Regions from separate parts of the Gossypium hirsutum genome. Here region 2 is linked to region 1. A link is a contact called in public Hi-C data. All regions are on one chromosome and are shown on one strand. Each heading gives the region's core, a stretch centred on a gene start, on an enhancer-like site or on the middle of the called end of the contact. The rest is flanking DNA. Distances are from core to core; before and after follow the strand shown.

Region 1 (3,029 bases), core at 469-2,968:
TTGAAATTTAAATATTTTTTTAATTTTTATAATAATTTTCACTTTTAATATATTATTTTGATTTTTGAAAATTTATAATTATATATTTTAGAATTTTATAAAATAATTTTCATTTTAAAATATTTTTAATGTATTATATATGATTTTTTACATTTTAATCAATATAATATATAATATTAAAAAATGAAAAAGGATACGTGGTGAGTTCTAATAGTGCGATGTAGCAAATTAATGTTGGTCAACACCAATCAACGGCTGATCAACAATTGGTTAAAGTAAAAAGTGTTTTGGTTGACCAATATTGACTAGGACTGATCGATATTGACCAGTAACGTGGCACTATTAGAATACACCACTTGTCTTTTTTTAATTTCTTAATTATATATTATATTGATTAGAATGTAAAAATCATATATAATATATAAAAAAATTTAAAAAGGTTAAATTTTTTTATAAAATTTTAAAATATATAATTATAAATTTTAAAAACTCAAAATAATATATAAAAAATTAAAATGTTATAAAAATTATTAAGTTTCAAGTAATTGAAATTTTTTTATAACTATATATTTTAAAATTTTATAAAAAATTTCATTTTAAACTTTTTTGAAAAATAAAATTTTAAAATAATTTTTACCATTTTTTTACATTTTCTGTAATAATATAATTAAGTTCAACTAATTTATGTTCAATTATCATATTTTTGTAAATTTTATTTTTATAATTTTATTTATAGTCTTTTTCTAGATTTTATATATTTTCTGAATTTTTTATATTTATATTTATTTTATATTTTTAATGTGTATATACATTTAATAAAATAAAATATTTGTTTACATAAAAACACAATGTGGCATTTTGTGATTGATTATAAGATATTTTTAAACGTCTGTTAAAAAATAGACTAAGAAATTTAACAAGGCATACTTGAGATACCAAATTGGGAAGAAATTGATACCTTAAATACCAAATTGGAACAAAAAAGAATTTAGATATCCAAATGAAAAAATAGATATACTTCAAGACCAAATCGTGAATTTTTTTAAAAAAAAACCACTCATTAAAAATGACAATTTGAGAGGAAATGATAACTTTTTTTTGTTTTTTTATTAAAAAATTGGTTTATTTAACAAGAAGTACTTTTGTGTTTAGAACTTTATTATATAAAGACTTCCACTTTTTTATATTACAGAAACAACCCTTTTAATTTTCAGAGTTTTAATATTTTACATTTAATTCTTTTAGGAATTAAAAAAAGTCAATAATGAATAACGTACAGTTTAAAGGAAAAATTATCATCCATGCCCTTCAGGATTTTTTGAAAGACAGAATTACATATCTAACATTTTAACATTAATTGATTAATTTAGTTTTTAATATTGAATTATTATTATTATTATTATTATTGGTTTTAAAATAATATATATAGATATGAAATCTTTAAAACCAATAATTACTTTCGCAACATATTTTTAAAGTAGAATGATTATTACTATTTTTAAAAATCGTTGATAAATACTTTTAAAATATTTTCTTAAAATATTTCAACTTTTTTTTTTTTGAAATTTCAACTGGATTCAAAAAGAGAAAAAAACATAAAAATCGTCCAAGTTGGGCTGAACCCAAACAATAAAATCCTAAATATAACAATAAAGAAACGGGCTGTAATCATTTTAGCCCACTACCGAAGAAAAAAAACAACAAAAAAATAAAAACCCCCAGCCGAAAGTAATCCAGTTGTCTCTAATAATTGTTCTGTCGTTTCCTCTGCCTAAGACCACTGAACAGTAAAAGCAAATCCCCTCAAATCTTTTGCTTTTCTGATTGCTTTTACTATACTGCTCTTCATCTTTCATTTCAATCAATACCCACTTTTGTCAAAACAAATCTTATCTCATTTCCCTTTGCTCCAAAAAGCCCAGACGAGTTGGTTCCTGCTCCTCACATAACGCTTGTGAGGTCTCTTCTTCCAGGTAAAGTTCTTCTCCTTTCTTGAGTGTTTCTCTTGCTATTTTGTGTGCTTCCATATTTCCAGTCCTTGGTATGAAGGAGAATCTGATTTTTTGAAAGAAACCTTTTAGACTTTGAATATCACTGATGATTGCTCCTATTTCTGACCTGTCACGATTTTCGCTTTGGCATTTAGATGTAACTGTTTTTGAGTCTCCTAATATGTCCACATTAAGGTAACCCAGTTGAATCCCTAACATTGTTGCTTGATATCCTACGTATGCTTCCGCCGCGAAAGGAGATGCCCCATTTTCATGAAGGATTGACTTTGCTGCTACGATTTTACCCTCCTGCTCCTTGACCACAAGGCCTGACGCCGATCTGTTATGTTATGAGTCGAAAGCCGCATCGAAGAAGATGGCCATATTTTCTCTTTGTTGTCTCTGACTAGTCTTTGTATTCTTTACTAAGGTGAATTCCCTTTTTCGAATACCTTCCATATCAAGGATATAGCTTTTAATTTGTTTGGATATGTCTCGACTGGTACTGATTTTGCCTTCATAAAGGAATTTATTTCTGCTTGTCCAAAGTATCCATAGCCCATAGCTGAATCCTTGACACTGTTCAGTTGTTCCTTCGCTGAAAACCCAGGTAAGCCAACTCCAGAGATCTAAGTTACTGTTATTAAATACCCATGAATAATTCAACTGACCCCATACTTCTTTTGCTATAGGACACCGTTGAAAGACGTGGTTACTATCTTCTGTTTCCTGTCCACACCTCAAGCATCGATCCTCAGTTATTACTCTTCTCAGTTTTAAGTTGGAGAAAGTTGGAATGTAATTCCACGCAATTTTCCATACTGTAATCTTAACTTTTGTAGGCAGATCTAAATTCATAATTTCCTGAAAAAATTATTTGTATGGGTCTGTAAATAATCATTTAGCTCTGTAGTAGATTCCTGTAATAGTTTATAGGCGCTTCTCACTATAAAGACTCCCGTCGCCTCCCCTCTCCAGACTTGGATGTCTTCTTGATCAGACTTTGAAAGCGGAATCTGCATTATTTTCTTCGTAATA
Region 2 (2,964 bases), core at 178-2,677, 480 kb before region 1:
TTTTCTCAGCTAACCCTTCGCACAATAGTAATGAAGCATGTAACAGATTTCTTCCAAACATTATAAACGTCCAAGGCAAGCCTTCTAGCATAGCCCACCACTTGCACAACAGATTGACTTTGTCCTTGAAAAATTTCTATGTTTCTTCCCTTCCATAGTCCCAATAAAAAAGATCCCCCAAAGAAGCAGCAAACTTATTAGCTGTTCAGACCTACTGTTGTTTTTTACCCACTGCTTGAAATCCATATTGAAGAAACGCGGTTCTTGTGAGAGAGCTTGAACCGCATTCTAGACTTCTCTGGCAACTAAACAATCTCTAAGAATATGATCTATAGATTCGATTGGATCACCACACCATTCTTTCTATATCTTACTTGATTAGTATCAACTTTGTTAAGGATGATAAGCTATATAAGGAACCTCACTCGTTCCGGACATTTAAGCTTCCAAACCCACATCAAATTCTCTCTAGAATCACCCTCCTGTCTATTACATAGCATATTATAAGCAGAGGAGATCGAGAATTGACCATCCTTTGCCAAACCCCAACAACATTTATCTCTTTCAGTTCTTAAAGAAGGAATAGGATCCGCTTTTATTTCCCCTTTTGAACCTCATGGAGCCACCACGTCTTTGAATTAGATAAGTAATGCCCAACCTTCCAATCAGAATCAATAGTAGATAAGGAGTGAATTAACTTTTTCTCTCCAACCCACCAATCAAGCCATCACCAATTCGCCATTTAACCCCTTTTTTGATGCATTCTTGGGTAGTTAGTACGCACGTGCAGTCTCCGTACTGTCAATAAACTGAGTAGAATGCAGGTATTTTTTTGTAGAACACTTCACACCAAAGTGCATCGGCCTTTGTATGCAATTTCCAACCATGTTTAGCAAGTAAAGCTGAATTGTTCTCCCTAGATTTCCTCAACCCTAGACCACAGAAACGTTTCGGTCAACAAATTGTCTCCCAATTTACCAAGTGATTATGGGACTACCTTGAAGAGCCACCCCAAAGAAAATTTCTTTGAATTCTATCAAGATGGTTACAGGTGGCCATCGATAATAAGGCAGTTTGCATAGTGTATAAAGGTATGGCACTAGTTGTCGACTGAATCAGCGTACGTAGACCCGCATATGTAAGAACCTTCCCCTTTCAATCATCCAACTTTCTCATTACTCTGTCTATTAAGTGCAGCATAAGTCTCGGATGTTACTCGTTTGTGAATTATGGGAACCCCAAGGTAAATTCCCAAGCCATTTGTCACACGATTGGCAAATTAATAATTATTGCATTAATTAAACCATTATTGCATTAATTAAACATTTCTTTTATTTATTTATTATTAATTTTTTTAACAGAAGCAAACAAACAATATTATTTGAAACAAGAAGAATGATTTTCTTTTTGGCAAATAACAGATGATTACGTCGCAACAGATCATTGGTGTTGTGACCTAAAGTCTGTACCTTACCCGGTAAGAGGATCATCTCCCCTTTGGTTGGCAGCATTGGCTGAATACTGATGTAGAACTATTGAAGTATAAATACATTACACTGACATTTTTTCAAAAGATTAACCAACAAAGAGAGAAGAACAAGAAGAAAATCCAGTCCAACTTTCCCTCTATTTCTTTTCTCTTCTCTGTTCCCAAACAGAATCCCACTTTTTTTTTCTTTATTGGGTATTAAAAATTCGGTTCCATTTTCCTTCCTGCGAAAGCAAGAACCAGTTACTTTTCAATTGTGAAAACAGAGTAAAAAACAGAGCAAACCCAGAAAATCCATTGAATCACCTCGGTTTTCAATCTTTTTTTTTTTCCATTTTCTTGCCCGGAAATAACCCAGAATATATTGTTCCTTGAAATGGCTGAAAAAGAGGAGTCTTCAGCAGCAGGAGGAGGACGAGAGGAAGAGTTAAAGAAAGAACTGCAAAGCGTTGTAAAGAAAATTGTTGATGAAGATAACTATGGAACTGAGATAACACTTAAAGCCATAAGCATCTTGTCTGATTTGAGTGATACAGTTTTGACTAAGAAATTCAGGTGTCCTATTTCGGGTGAAATCATGGGCGACCCTGTGGTCTTGAGTTCCGGCCTGGTTAGACTTTTGTATATTTGCTTTTCTTAACATTTTCTTTCTTGTTCTTTTTTTATCATTTTATCGAATGGTATGTTAATAGTCTTGTTTGTTTATGGAAGATTCAAAAGTTATTTATGTTAAAAAAAACCATTGCTTTATCGAGGAATTGCTTTTGGAATATAAATAAATTGTATCATGCATGTGGATTATAGGTGCTTGTGTTACTTGAATCCTTGTTTTCTTTTTATATATATTTGATCATGCCCATGAAGTATTATCCTTTAAATATGTGAAAAAGGTTAAAGAATAACCGAATATATTCATGTTGACAGGTATTCTTACCCCATATTTATTAACTTGGTTTGGTTTGTTTCGGTTGGAAATGAATCTGGTTTGTGGAAAATATTCATGCTTTTAATGAGATTAGGAAAAAGTTAGATTATTTGGGATTCAAGTGAGAGTGTCGAATATTAGCTCGTGTTTAATATGAGGATGTTTGGTTTTCTCTAAGTTCTATTTCGTGTGTATTTGAATGGTTGTATCCTTAGACCAATGTCTAAATATATCTTTGAACATACTTCAATAGATCTTGTTAACAGTTCATGACTTCCATGAACTTAGAGCTTCAACATTTGATCTTTTTAGCATAAATTTCCAGTTCTTAGGAAACAATAATTTGAGCTTAAAATATTTGCAAGATCTTTATGATTTCTTATCTTTACCTTCTTTTGGATGTGTATTGATGGTATGTTATGGCTTTTCAGACTTATGATAGGCCATCAATCCAGAAGTGGTTGAATGAAGGAAACTTAACATGTCCTCAGTCCAAGGAAGTGCTCTCCCACACTATCCTCACCCCTAACTGCTTGGTTCGAAAATTGAT

What was found. A called contact is a pair of places that touch in the nucleus more often than the background predicts.
Region 2: a Hi-C map of leaf shows a contact between it and region 1, with 2.2 times the contacts expected there. The contact joins the promoter of LOC107918951 here to the enhancer-like site in region 1. A contact is called at or near these places in 4 of 34 Hi-C or Micro-C datasets (all in leaf).

The regions. Positions count from the first base shown.
Region 1 is chrD13:34,479,645-34,482,673 of Gossypium_hirsutum_v2.1, reverse strand. No RefSeq gene overlaps it. Among protein-coding and RNA genes, the nearest start is that of LOC107894337, 37 kb to the right of the region's middle. Within about 2 kb of position 1,718, at least 7 of the 9 cell types and tissues checked have an H3K27ac peak or open chromatin away from gene starts, as enhancers often do. A contact at or near this core is called in leaf, where this site is marked.
Region 2 is chrD13:34,958,666-34,961,629 of Gossypium_hirsutum_v2.1, reverse strand. LOC107918951 (U-box domain-containing protein 9) reads left to right here and starts at 1,427. Exons shown (of 2, transcript XM_016848511.2): 1 at 1,427-2,099; 2 at 2,846-2,964. The coding sequence starts at 1,866.